Regions from separate parts of the Mus musculus genome. Here regions 1 and 3 are each linked to region 2. A link is a contact called in public promoter capture Hi-C data. All regions are on one chromosome and are shown on one strand. Each heading gives the region's core, a stretch centred on a gene start, on an enhancer-like site or on the middle of the called end of the contact. The rest is flanking DNA. Distances are from core to core; before and after follow the strand shown.

Region 1 (4,466 bases), core at 1,219-3,718, 2.7 Mb after region 2:
TACATTCTTAAAACTTCCTCCCCTAACAAAATATTTTTCTATTCTGTTTGTTATTTGGTTGAGGAAGGGTGAGCAAATGGGAGATCAAAGAGCTCCTTCCCTGGAGAGTATTCACGTTTCCTACTAAGTAGATATGAGTTCACACAAGACTATGCTCTGGGAAGTCCGCTCTTCCTCTCACAATGAGTATTAGTAACTGAAATTCCAACTTACAATCCTATCTGCTGCTGGTATTCTAACTTCTAGGCCCTATGAGAGTTTGTCTCGATTTGTCAGCCACCACTGAGGATACATTTCTGTCTGCTCTACTTTCCTCAAATCTTGACTATTTTGAGACAAATTTATGATTTTACAGATAACGCCAAGGCCAGAAATGCAACTCACAAAGCTCCGATTTAAGAATCTCTGGACATCTTAAAAAATGAGAACCAATTTACTATAAACAGCCAAGAGACTGGCGGAGTCCAGGCATACTGTTCGCACACACACGCCTGCCCTCGCGGAATTGTGGCCCTTTTGATAAATTATTATCTAGCTTACCTAGCACTATGTTTATACATCTAATCTATACCTAGCAAAAATAAGCAATTGGGCAGTACTCCTGATTTCTATTGGATACATGTCTGACTAGAGGAACAAAAAGGAAAGTCATGTTTGGATTAGCCGTGCTTTCAACTGAGCCAAATGTTGATAAAAGCACTATTGGGTTATTTCCCAACCAAATATATCGAATGTGTTGGAGAGAGAAATACGGGGAAGAAGAGAAAGACTAAGAAAGGCAGGGAAAGCCCTTTGGCGCTGACTGATCAAATAGCTTGGTTAAATTTCCCTTTTCAGAGAATGTAACCCACGCCGGTAAACACAAGTACATTTCTGTGCTGCTGGGGTAGGTTTACTCCTTCGAAATTCAATCTAGGCACAGACGCTTACCTTCTGGAAAGACCACTCTCATTTTGAGATAGCTGGTCGTGAGTCTGATGATGGATGCTTTGTCCAGTTGGGAGGTGATGGCTGAGGGTAAAGGCAGTAATTTAGCCAGTTCATAAAATTCACTGTTTTCTTTCTCCCTCCTCGTTCGGGCAGCATTTTTAGACTTTTCTTTCATCGTGTCTCGGGCTCCCTTTCTTCTTACAACGTAAACTCCACAGACTCATCCAAAACCAAAAGTTAACTTTCAATTAGAGATCACACTCGGTAAAAACATAACTTTAAACAGGAGGCTGAAGTTTGCTCCGGGAAGACACGAATGATGGACAGGGCAATGCGGCAAACAAAATACTTTCTTGAAAACGTGAGGTGTAAGTATAAAAGAAAGCTGCTGGTTCACGGCAAATCCGGGCAATCCTTTGGGACTCTAAGTATAAAATGCTGGAAGGACTCCCGAGGAGCCAACCTTTTCATCTGATCCGCGGTAAGAACCCGGGTCCTTGGGAAATCGACATAATAATACCCGACGTTTGTTTTCCAACTCCTCTGGTTCTGAGCTGGTTTGTAGGAAACAGGAATCGCGGGTAACTTCTTTCAGATCACTACGAAGACAAGAACACCAAGGAATAAGACATCTGTGGCTAAACTCAAACCCACTATAATTCAGCCAACCGGGCCCCAAAGGGCCTCTGCGCTCATACTCTGCTCGTCACAGCCCTGGGTATTTAAAACTTGGGCAGGTCGGTCCCGGGACAGGCTGGGCTTCCGCTCGCCGCGGCCGGGATGTAGCACCGACGGCTAAATGCGCGTCTGCGGAGAGCTCGGCCGGCCGTGCGCGCCAAGCCAGGCTATCCAGCCGTGCAGAATTCCTCCACTGCCCCGGACTCCGGCTGCCTCTCCCCGGCGGGGTTCACGTCTGAGGGGTTCCTGGAGAAGTGCTGCTTATGCATCAAACCCCCGGGGACTCCCGCAGTTGCACACAGGGCACCGCAGCGCAGAGTTAACAGGTGGCACGCGCGACAGCCCCTCGTAGGCATCACCTGGAGCTCTTGGCTCCTCACCTACCTTACGTCCTCGAGAGCCGCGGAGGCTGCTAAGGCTCCCGCCCCCTAACTGCTTTCAAGCCTGCGCGCTTGCGGAGCCTCAGCGGCAGCCTCCCGGCTGTCACCCGCAGCCCGCAGAGTGTGCCTGGGCCACCTTCCCATGGGCATGAATGGGGGAGGGGTAGGTAGCAGCGGGAGGAGAACACAGGCTGGGGACAGGAGAGGTGTTTTCCGAGTCCGAGTCCTCCGTAGTGTTGGGAGCCGGTACTGTTCCTAATTGGGAGCCCAAAGCGCCCCCCTGTAACTTCTTTATAGCTTACCGGGTTTAGCTTCAACTTCGCTCCCAGGTTCCCTTTCTCCCGCCCTTCTCAAACGCCACTCACAAATTTTCTCTCTTCCTATTGGTCATAGGCAACCAAGACGCGGCGCTCATTGGCCAATCGGGGTGAGTGACGAGCATGCTCCCTGCTCCTCCTCCCCCCCCCCCCCCACGCGACTGGGCTCGCGGCTCGGGTCCTACAGTGAGCCTGGCAGCTCCGCTCCTAATGAGCCCCGGGCGCGGGGTCGCCGCTGCCCCGCTGCCGCCGCCGCTCCAAACCCCGAGGTCTTCGGCGTGCCGAGTGACACTCGCGCTCCCTAGACTCGGGTGTCTGCGCACAGCGTGCGGCCTTGCGGGGGCTGGCTAGCCGAGGCTCCAGGAACGCGTGCGAATAGCATCCCAGACAGTGGCCAGGATTTCCCCACGGCTGCGCGCCTCACGCCTGCAGGACTGGGTGAGGGAGAACGACGCTGGACTTATTTTTTATCCTGACACCACTGTGACAAAATTCATCGCTAGATGAAATAAATGCCCGCCTTTATTCCAAAAAGGGCAACGTTTTCGAAATGATTCGGGTTTGTGACTGATGCAAGATGACTAGGTCTGCTGGGCAGTTTCCTATGGGAACCAGCTAGTGGGTAGTCAGTCAGAAGAAGGATGTGATAGAAGAAGCCTAGAGTGTTGGAACAACTGACATATTAGACGTCTTACAGAGTTATTATCTAAACTGTTGGGCAACTCTGCGGACTTTATTTCGAGAAACAAAAAGACCAGCACGAATATTCCTTCTAGAGAGGACACAATAACTGAGTGAACCTGTAACGTTCCCCAACAGTTCTCAGACGAACTGTTCTCAAAGTACTGTTTCTGGGGAAAACTCTAGTTTAGAGACCCTCCTGTTCTAAGCGCTTTCTCTTCCAGTCATCTCATCAGAGGGCAGCAGATCGCGATGAAAAAAAGGCTAAGTTTCCCTTAAGACAATGAAAGCTTACAGACTTCATCCCGGGCCTTAGAAATCAGCAGTGCACCAGAAACCAAGCGCCCTGCTCCTCCTTTTGCCTCTGAGAAAATAATTTCTTTGAAGAGTCGTGTGCCATCCTGATACATGGCTCACCTTTAAGAATGTTCATTGAAAAATAAGACATCTGTCTCCTCCTTGATCCCCCGCCTCCCAATGGCAGTAAGGACATTGGGAGCTCCTAGGACAATGGGAAACATTCTGGGGGTATGGGGAATAATTACACATCCGAGCGGCACCTGGAAAAAGGAAAGGAAAAGAACTAAACTAAGACTGTGTAGGTGTTTCAAAACTGGAACCACCTAACAGGGTTATAATCCAGAAAGGAGTGGTTTCCTCAGTGGTTGTGGCCACTTAGAGGCCTAACTCTGGGTGGGCTCTATCGTAGTCCATCTAATGATACACTGTCCGTGGGAGGTAGAGGTATCCTGTGGCTCTCATCAAGACTCCAAAAAGACCAGATAACATCAAGTTTCTTATTGGGGTGGTGGTGGTAATTGTGGTAGTGACAGCGGCGGCGGCGGTAGCAGCGGTGAATGAAAAACCTTTCGTGACTCCCTTTTCCAATAAACTGCACAGAACTGAGGATGAGAGCAGCCACAAAACTAAACAGTGGTAGGTACCTTAAGGTTAAGCAGTGGTTTTCTGTTCCGACTGTGCCCTGGACAGGATTTGTGCAGCCTGCCTTTACTTCACACCCCATCTCTACTTCAAACGAAGCGCAGGCTGTGGAAGTGCCTCTCTGGGATCTGAAACCTGATCCTACCTTCTGTGGGGGTTGGTGGAGAAGTCTGCGGCGCAAGTCAGGCTTTTCCAGCAGATGCCTTTGAAGAGGTACTGGGCATTTTGCCTCAGTGCAAAGACAGACAAAATGAAGGTGGAAGTCGTGAGGACAAAACATCTGTATAAGGATCCCGACAAGTTCCTCCCCCAGAGGCTCTGCTGTTCACCAAGCCAGGAGACCTTCTTTAATATAGTTAATGCCTGGCCGAGAGGTGACCGCCCCTCGCTAAATCTTCAGCAGATAACTAGCAGAGCTTCCTTTACTGAAATACTGAATTAGCCAGGCAATGAAACACCTGTTTTTCTAATCTTTGCGCTCAGGTTGGAGCTGGAACTGGCCTTCTTGTCTTCCATGTCAGACACCTGAACCCCGTCC
Region 2 (4,400 bases), core at 197-2,696:
ATTGTAGAGTCAAAAACGCAACCCTTACCTCAAAAGGAGAGAACAGTTTATCCTGGAACAAACTATGAGTGGCTATGGTCCAGTTTCTCCCCTTCCGTGGTCCAATGTACTAATAGTGCTCCAATGTGTGAAGTTTTTATAGGGACATAAAATCATTAAGATTGAACCAATGTATCATACAGGTGTACTGCTTAATTTCAAATGTCAACTTGCCTTAACCAAGAATTACCTCAGAAAAGAGATTTTTTTTTTTTTTGCTTGTTTGTTTTGTTTTGTTGAAATGTATCTGGCTGTCCTGGAACTCACTTTGTAGATCAGGCTGGCCTTAAACTCACTGAGATCAACCTGCCAGAATTAAAGGCCTTTGCCACCATGCCTAGCTGAGAAGGGAGTCTGAATTAAGGAACTGCCTGTATCAGATTGACCAGTAGGAATGTCTTTGAGACATTGTATCCTTAACTGATGTAAAAAGAGGGCCTGGCCCTAGGAAGTAACACCCTTAGGCTCTAATGTAGAAAGTCTTCAGGAACAATTTGAAGTTCAGAAAAACACTTATTAGTTGAGCTAGGGACATTTTGAGATCAGGGAACATGAACGGTGGCAGCACGTGCTGACATGACTCTCTTGCTGAAGCTGAGTTGGGGTCAAGATAATGAATTTCTTTTTTGTTTTTGTTTTTTCGAGACAGGGTTTCTCTGTGTAGCCCTGGCTGTCCTGGAACTCACTCTGTAGACCAGGCTGGCCTCGAACTCAGAAATCTGCCTGCCTCTGCCTCCCAAGTGCTGGGATTAAAGGCGTGCACCACCACGCCCGGCCAGATAATGAATTTTTTATATCCAATTTTGCCCTCAGCTGCCTGATTTGATTTAATAAAAATTGCTGATAGGTAGATGTGCAGTCAGAGGATTTAAAGTAGAAGTGACTTCACAAAACCGTAACACCACTTATAAAATTTAGCTCGAAATGGATCAGAGAACTACACGAAATGGAAAATATTGTGACGTGGAAGTAGGCAGATTCCTTAAATACATCGCCAACCCAAAAAAAAAAAAAAAACAAAAACAAAAAAAAAACAACAAAATCACTTGTGTTCTAAGATATCTGAAGGTGCAAACCAAAGTCGAGTCCCAGATCGCCCACATCCCGCCCTAATACGTCACCAGGGTTCCCCTTCTCTCCGCCCTAGTCTCCACCCCGCGTTCGCCCATCACCAATCCGCGGAATTCCTGCCAGCCTGAATTATCCACTTCACCCTAAACCCGCCCTCGAAGCCGGTGTCCCGCTCAAACCCCGCCCCATGCCTCCGAGACCCGCCCCTCAGACGTCTTGTCCGGCCCAAACCCCGCCTCCAGCTCCCCGAGTCCCGCCTCTCTCCCTGCTCCCGCCTCCCGCTCGCAGACTCCAGCGTCCGTCCTGGCGCGCGCCCGCCTGCGTCCGCACCCGGAAGAAGCCCCAGCGGCCGGAAAGTTGAGGCAGTGCGCGGCTCGGGGTCCGCGGGAAGCTCAAGTCCTTCAGAGGCCGAGCGAGAGCAGCGCGAAGAAGCCTGCGCGCCCCCGCGCAAGGCGGCCCCCTCGAGCGGCCGCGCGCACGCCCCGCCCCCTCCAACGCCGCGCGGGTCGGGCTGGGGCGACCACGGCCGCAGCGCGGTCCCGGCGACCAAGACAGTGCGTGTTGAGCCCGTAAGTGACCACCGCAGCGTGAGGTCCCGGGGGATCGTTTCCCTCCCGTGGTTAGCGTCAGGTCTCGTCCGCATCCTTTAATTTCTAAACTCCCCGCAGGGCTGGGAGGCCACAGCCAACCACCTGTGGATTAGAAGCGAATTTCCAAATGCTTTCCAAAGCATCCCTCCGCTAGGCTCTCGCTCGCCAGGCGGCCTGGAGGCGCGCAATGAGCGCGCACCCGCGAATGGCGCGCAACGCGGGATTGAGACGCGCGGGGCGTGGCCACAGCTCCCGAGGGGCGGGGCTACGCGAGCCTAGGTGAGGGACAAGGCTCTATCCCCAAACTGCTCTTTTTGGCGCCACCTTGCAGTGGATAGTATGAAATAAAGCAAAGCCATTTTATTTGTTTGGATGCCAGAGGCAAGAGGAGAGAGAATTTGATAGTTGTACAACCATCGTCCCCCCTCCCCTAGACAGTAAATGGCTTAAGTTTGTAACGGGATGCCTGAGTTTATAGGTTGATAAACTTGTCTAATTGCACGGATGTTGGAAAAAAAAAAAAAGAAGAAGAAAGCTGTGTTTAAAAAATATCGGTCTGTTTAACACTGTAATTTACCGGTTTAACTAGGCAAACATTTAACCTGCCCCTGTTAGGAACTTAAAATTCTTTGCCCGCCCTCTTTCTGCGCTGTTGGAGTTGGGTATGTTGTTAATTGTTGTTTCGGATTTCTGCTCTACATTCACTTTGTATTTGTAAAATCGTAAAGATATTCCTTTGGTCACTCTTGAGGGTAGTGCTGTGATTTTTTTTTCCCAGCTAAGATCCACATCATGAAATACTATGATCCCTTTCCCAAATAATCTCTTTTTTTACTCTTGGCTGATTGATTATGCTATTACCTAACCAAAACCAAGTCGCTTAGTATTTTAGTGTTGGCTTACTTTGACTGATTCTCTGAAAAATACTCTCTTAATCTCATACCAGCCTCCTGTACTTGTCAGTGTTCTTGGCTTAAGTGTGATGCAACTTTATACTTTATACCTCCCAGCTGAGCAGGTGTTCAGAGAGGGCAGAATCAGTAGCCAGTGTGATCCACCTCAGGGATGCCAAACTGAACTTTAACTGAACTATATCTAGTCTTCTTTAGTCATAGTATTTATAGAGGATGATATATGTTACATAAATAAAATAAGTCCAATATAAACCACACCTTTGCTAAGGTGCTTAGAGCTAGTATGGAATCTCCAGGGCAGTTCATGGTTTCTTCTCTGGTACTTGTCAGCTCATTTAAATTGAAAATCAATCAATCAATCTCTGTGTGTGTGTGTGTGTGTGTGTGTGTGTGCGCGCGCGCACACGTGTGTGTGTGTGTGTGTGTGCGCGCGCACGTGCACACGTGCACCTGAATGTTCTGTGCAGCACATGTGTTGCCATCAGAGTCCAGGGGCATCAGATCCCCTGGAACTAGAGTTACGTGCAACTGTGAGCCCTTCCTATCATGGTGATGGGATCCAAATCCAGGTCCCCTAGAAGAGCAGCACGTGCTCTCAGCCTGTGCTGTCTGTCCAGAACCACCTTCTCACTCTTACTCACGTTACCTTCTTAGTCCTTCTGGAATGGTTTGCTTTAGATCGTCACTTGGGTCTCCGAGGGCCTGGTACCTTTTACTGTGCTTTTTCTTTCATTTGTGAGGATACTGGCTTGTGCATGGTAGACATTAGGAAGTGCATATAGAATCAGGTGTAGGATTTGTGATATGACAGTACATATGAACATGAGATAGGCTCCCTATGTTTGTAAATACACATTTGAGAAAGAAAGACTTGCTCAGAGAGTCAAATAGGTGAAGTAGAGTATATATAATATTTCTTTGCAGTCTTATTGTCCGAAACGTAATGCTCCCATCTTTTTTTGCCTAGCTTTTCTCCACCTGTAACAACTGCTCTTGTTGAAGCCCGTCATTCCCCTATGCTAACAAGAGAAAGCAGGAAACAAACTTACTACAGTGTATAATCCTAAATCAAGTCACTAGTCATGTTAGAACTATCAATCTGATTAACGGTATGCTTTGTTTATGAAGCTGTGTGTGTGTGTGTGTGTGTGTGTGTGTGTGTGTGTGTGTGTGTGTGATGATACATGACTGTAATCCCAGCACTTGGAAAACAGAGGCAGGAGAATTACTGCAAACTCAAATCCAGCCTGGGCTACATAATAAGTTCTAAGTTAGCCTGCCCAGCAGAGATGGCCTCAAAAAAATCCACTAAAGGCAGGGATGAGGGAGGGGAGGCCCAGAACTTCCTCCAGATTGCATATTAATTATAATATGTTAATAAAGGGCTAGCAAGGAGAAAGATTGGGGAAAACATGAGGAATACTTTGTGCTGTTTAATACGTTGCACTAGCAACCAATTTCACGAATTAACATTAACTTCACTATTTTTCTGTTTGTTTTTAAGAAAACACTTTTACAGTCAGGGTCTGTAATAAGCTTGTATACATTAAGTCATGAATTCCCAGGGAACAGGGACCACCAGCACAGGCTCCCTGCCAGACCTCACACAGCATGCTTCTCTGCGTGCGTGCCTGCAATGGGCTGGTGCTCACCCTGAATGGCTCTCTCAATGGCCCCCTGGCTCTTCGAGTGCTCGGGATCTTCAGAATGCCCATGAATCCTGGAAAGAACCTTACCTGTAATCTGTGCGTTTACAGCAATGCCATCAGCATGCTGACACTGCAAT
Region 3 (4,408 bases), core at 1,126-3,625, 2.5 Mb before region 2:
AACTTGATTTTTTTTCTTCAATACCTGTATGGTTTTGTAGGTGCCTTATTTTGTTTGTATCTTCTAAGGTTTCTTGAGAATATCCCCAAATATAAACCATTCCTTCCCCCATACCATATCACGTTTACTCAGTGCCATGAAGTTCTAGGAGCTGTGCACTGGTTCTAATTTAAATGATGTCATTTTGGAACAATCCCCTAAGGTAGTTATTTTCAGGATCCTTTAGAAAATAGCTAATGTAAATAGGGCACAAAGTAAGCTATTGACTTCAGATATTAGTAATTTGTACAGCTGGAATTTGAATCTGGTCTCTTTGATTCCAGAGACTACAATGCCTAATGCATTCATTGCCGAGGTTCCACATACCATTATCCAGGTTACACACATACACACACACACCCCACACACCACTGTATTAATGACTGTTCTCATTGAATGACATAACAAACACCTAATAGAAGTAAAGGGTTTAGGCTGGCCCAGTTTGAAGGCAGCCTGCCGTGGTGGAGAAGGCATGGCAGCAGGACTGTGGCACAGTGGTAGCTGCTTACATTGCTTCAGCACTCTGGAAGCAAAGTGATGGAGACTCTATTCAGTTCCTGTCTACTTTTTTAGGTAGTGTTGGAATCTAATCTAAGGAACCGCACAGTCTACATTTCAGGTGGGTTTTCCCACCCAAGCCAGTCTCAAAAATCCTTTATAGACCCGTCCAGAAGTTTGTCTCCTATGTGTTTTTGGAACCTGTTGCATTCATAGTCAACTTAACTACCATAGCATAGCTACTGTCCTATTTCCTGGATCCCTCTGTTGCTTTGATGGAGCCATTTTCTAGATAAGAAAGGCCCTAAAGATAAATGCATTAGCACTTTAGTGGGGTGGTAGGGGAGCACTCATACATAACTTTTTGGATTTACAAGAGTATAGGAATACTAAAGATTAGAGACCTCTCAACAAGAAGCTGCATTGAAATCAGTTCAATCCTTGTTAGTTTGTCTTCAGAGTCCCTGAAGCCTCTACCTCAGCCTGGCAGCTGTGGACTTCCACAGTTTGGCAAGCTCACTTTTGAGAAATACTGAGGTAAGGATTCTCAAAACTATAGAGTGATTTCTTTTCCCTCCCATATTTATTTTTTCTAGAATTCCTAAAATCACTTCTTTGCTTAGTTTTTTCAAATGGGGTCTGGAAATAATTTGTATCAAGAGTATTGTCACAAAGATATAGTATCTTTAATAGTAATGTCTAATATTTACAGTAATTCTTGTCAGGCATCACCAAGTACTTTAGCTTTAGTCTTGTAAGCCTGAGAGAACTAAAATCCTCCAATGAAACACTGTCTCACCTACAGTTTAAGTAAGTAGTTTATCAAAAAGTCTTTAACTGTTGTCCCATAGCTGGTGAATTCCAGTTTTTCCCAAGTTCACTTGTAATCTCTTCCTATATGTAAACATGTAGTCTAAATCACAAAATCAGTAAGTACCTTAGATGAGAAAGGAAGTACAGATGGCAAAAAAATCTAATGATTATTATAGAGTTTATACTTTACAGAGACAAGCATGCCTGGTACAATTATCTATCATTATTATTACTACTACTACTATTATTGGTTAAGATTTGTTTGTTTATTTATTTCATTCACACCAGAAGAGAGAATCAAATTATATTACAGATGGTTGTGAGCCACCATGTGGTTGCTGGGAACTGAACTCCGGACCTCTGGAAGAGCAGCCAGTGCTCTTAACCACTGAGCCATCTCTCCAGCCCAGCTGGAAAATTCTCCCGTCTACTGTGAAGTTTGAACTGGTATCTTTAACTTCCCTACATTATATCTACTTTTGTTTCCTATTCAGTCTCAGCTGCTTATAGGCTTCTGTGTCTAAGGCTGTATTTTGTGGGGTTTGAGCCCCCCACTATGCTGCATTAATCTTGTGTTGGTTTTGGGTGCTAGATGGGTGTTCTCAGGACTTGCTAAGGGGGTTCTCTAGACCCTAGCTTACTCTTGGTGGCATAGTTCCCTATAGCCAACAATTCCCTTATTGTTCAGTGCTATGAGATGTGGAAATGTGGCAAAATACCTCTAACATATGCCTCTAGAATACCTCTCCAGACACTTTGTCCCATGAGACGTATTTAGAGAACCACAGTCTATGTCTGCTTAGCCCAGAGAGGGCATTGACAACTAATTATGGGATGGAAATCCAGAATCCAGTGCTGGTCAGTGGGGTCAGGGAAGCTCAAAAGCAGCTGCATCTCTGAAAAGCTTACCTCATCAAGGTGGGGATTCAGGAAAACTGCAACCGAACTGCTCGCTGTGGGAATCCTAGCCAACCGTGCAATCCTTTCTCACCCCGCAGTTTTCGACTGCTTTTGAAGCCCAGGAGGAGAGGGGGTGGGGACCTTGAGAATCTTGCTAGTTTCAGTTTTCACCGGATTTGTCTGGTTTACTTCCCGACTCTCTAGCGCCCCCTCCCTCCAGGAGAAGATGTTTCAACTTGGAGGAAATGGCTACAGCCCAACGGGTGGCACTGCCTCCAGAGACTAGGGCCCTCCCACATCAAACATCAATCAAGAGAATGCTTGACAGGCTTGTCCTTTGGCTAATCCGCTGAAGACATTTTCACAATTAGGGGTTTCCTCCTCCAAAATGGCTATAGTTGATACTGAGTTGACGCTAGCCAACACAGCAGCAGGAAGGACAGTGGTCTTCGTAGGCCCTGCTTCCAGCCTTTAAGACCCGAGCCCCCCCACCCCCACCCACCCACCCACACACTTTTTCCCACAGCTCCAGGCTTCTAGGCGATCTGCAGTTCCTGACAGGCAGACTTACTGCGATGCTCTCTCAGATGATGCGTCTACATCCCAAGACGTATTTGAGCTATAAACACTTCCCAGAACTATAACACGAGTATCCTGCATCTACTGAGTGCAAACCTGTTTCATTTAAATCCTTCGTGGTGATCTATTTTTACGTTGCTTCATCCCGTTTAAAGGCTGGTAATACCGAGTTTACAGAGTACTTCATATGTATCCTCTCTGCTGTCTGCTCCCTCGCTTCTTGAAGACAGCGGGGGCAAGAGAGAACCTGTCAGAAATAGAAGTGAATCTTCAATTATTCGGGCACGTTACACTCAGCTATCAAAGAAAGTGGCACTTTTGTAAAATAAGGTTAAACTGACCCAAAGAACACAGTAAATTTTATGAACATATGAATTATATGTGCAGCGTAATCTCTAGTTTATGTGAAATTTTCTCTAGCTACAGAAGAAAAAAATGACTAAGTCTGGCTTATAGATGGTATTATGTGCTACACCTGCAGTTACTGATCTTTTGACCATGGATATCTAAAAGAGGGGATTTTAAAGTACACTGTCTACTTATTTGCTTTGTCTGGAAAGATAAGCATTTAGGTATTGATTTTTATAGCTTTATGGGCCTTGACTGATGAGTAGAAATAACGGCCAGGGGCTCAGGAAACAATCATCAGGAGATTTATTTTAGAAGATGGTTGAACAGAGCACTTCTCACTCTACTAGGAATCAGTGTATAATCAATGAGCACACAGGGGGATCTGATTAAATGAAATGGGTCACAGAACAGAACAAAAACCGTCATGAATCCAGAAAGGAACTGGTAGGGATACAGAAGGGTTGATAGAGAAGAGAGGGAGATAAGAAGGAATATTGGAGAGCTAGCTAGTAATTGCTTTATATCATATGCCCATACGATATTGTCATATAACAAAGTAAATGAAAAATATAAGGAGAAGACCAATAGAAAAGAGTAAATAAAGAGTTCTCTAAGAATAACCCTAGTTTTCTTGATGTCCTCACCTTATTTATTGGTGAGTTTTATGAAGCTGTTTGAAGTGTACCATGTGCTTTGCTGTATTTTACCTCCATACCTTCATATTTCTTCCTCTTCCCTCTCCTTCTAGTTGCCTTCCTTCATTCAGATTGTCTCATTGTCACATGCACACACAGGAAAGGGGGAGGGGGAAGGGGAATCTAAATAGAATCTAGGAACCACATGTAAGAAAACATTTTATACATTGTTTTTTTTTGGGTCTAGCTCATTTTGCTTAACATGATCTCTAGTTGATTCCATCTTCTTTCAAATGATGTAAATTCTTTGTTATGATGGCTGATTAAACCTCCACATTGTGTACTCATGCCACATGTTTGTCTCCTTGTGCATTTGTTTGCATGTGCCTATGCTGGCCTCATGACTTGAATGTTGTGAATGCTGCTGTCACTGCAGATGGGCAGGTATTGCTGTGGCTTGCTGAAGTTGAGTATGTTCCCTGGAGTAGGGCATCTAGATTTTGTGATGCTGTCTTTGCAGTTTTGTGAAGAACGTCCACACTGATTGCTGTACTGTCGGAATAATTTGTATTCCCACCAGCCAGGAATGA

The links. Promoter capture Hi-C pulls out the DNA fragments that hold promoters and counts their contacts.
Region 1: a contact with region 2 is called in a promoter capture Hi-C map of liver, with 2.7 times the contacts expected there. The contact joins the promoter of A230054N11Rik here to the promoter of Mcm9 in region 2. A contact is called at or near these places in 1 of 39 promoter capture datasets (liver) and 1 of 115 datasets of contacts at active chromatin or transcription factors (astrocytes).
Region 3: a contact with region 2 is called in a promoter capture Hi-C map of pre-B cells. The contact joins the promoter of Msl3l2 here to the promoter of Mcm9 in region 2. A contact is called at or near these places in 10 of 39 promoter capture datasets (the 3T3-L1 cell line, 3T3-L1-derived adipocytes, the C10 cell line and 6 more), 3 of 484 Hi-C or Micro-C datasets (CD4 T cells, muscle stem cells and regulatory T cells), 4 of 115 datasets of contacts at active chromatin or transcription factors (embryonic forebrain, embryonic stem cells, large pre-B cells and 1 more) and 2 of 9 other capture datasets (adipose tissue and pancreatic islet).

What each region holds. Positions count from the first base shown.
Region 1 is chr10:50,892,536-50,897,001 of GRCm38.p6, reverse strand. It overlaps A230054N11Rik (a long non-coding RNA gene), which reads left to right and starts at 2,468. Exons shown (of 2, transcript XR_871640.2): 1 at 2,468-3,922; 2 at 4,412-4,466. It overlaps Sim1 (single-minded family bHLH transcription factor 1), which reads right to left and starts at 1,351. Exons shown (of 11, transcript NM_011376.3): 1 at 931-1,351. The coding sequence starts at 1,105.
Region 2 is chr10:53,627,003-53,631,402 of GRCm38.p6, reverse strand. It overlaps Mcm9 (minichromosome maintenance 9 homologous recombination repair factor), which reads left to right and starts at 1,446. Exons shown (of 13, transcript NM_027830.3): 1 at 1,446-1,679.
Region 3 is chr10:56,104,884-56,109,291 of GRCm38.p6, reverse strand. It overlaps Msl3l2 (MSL3 like 2), which reads right to left and starts at 2,375. Exons shown (of 2, transcript NM_001163833.1): 1 at 2,263-2,375. The region is part of intron 22 of Tbc1d32 (TBC1 domain family, member 32); the gene reads left to right.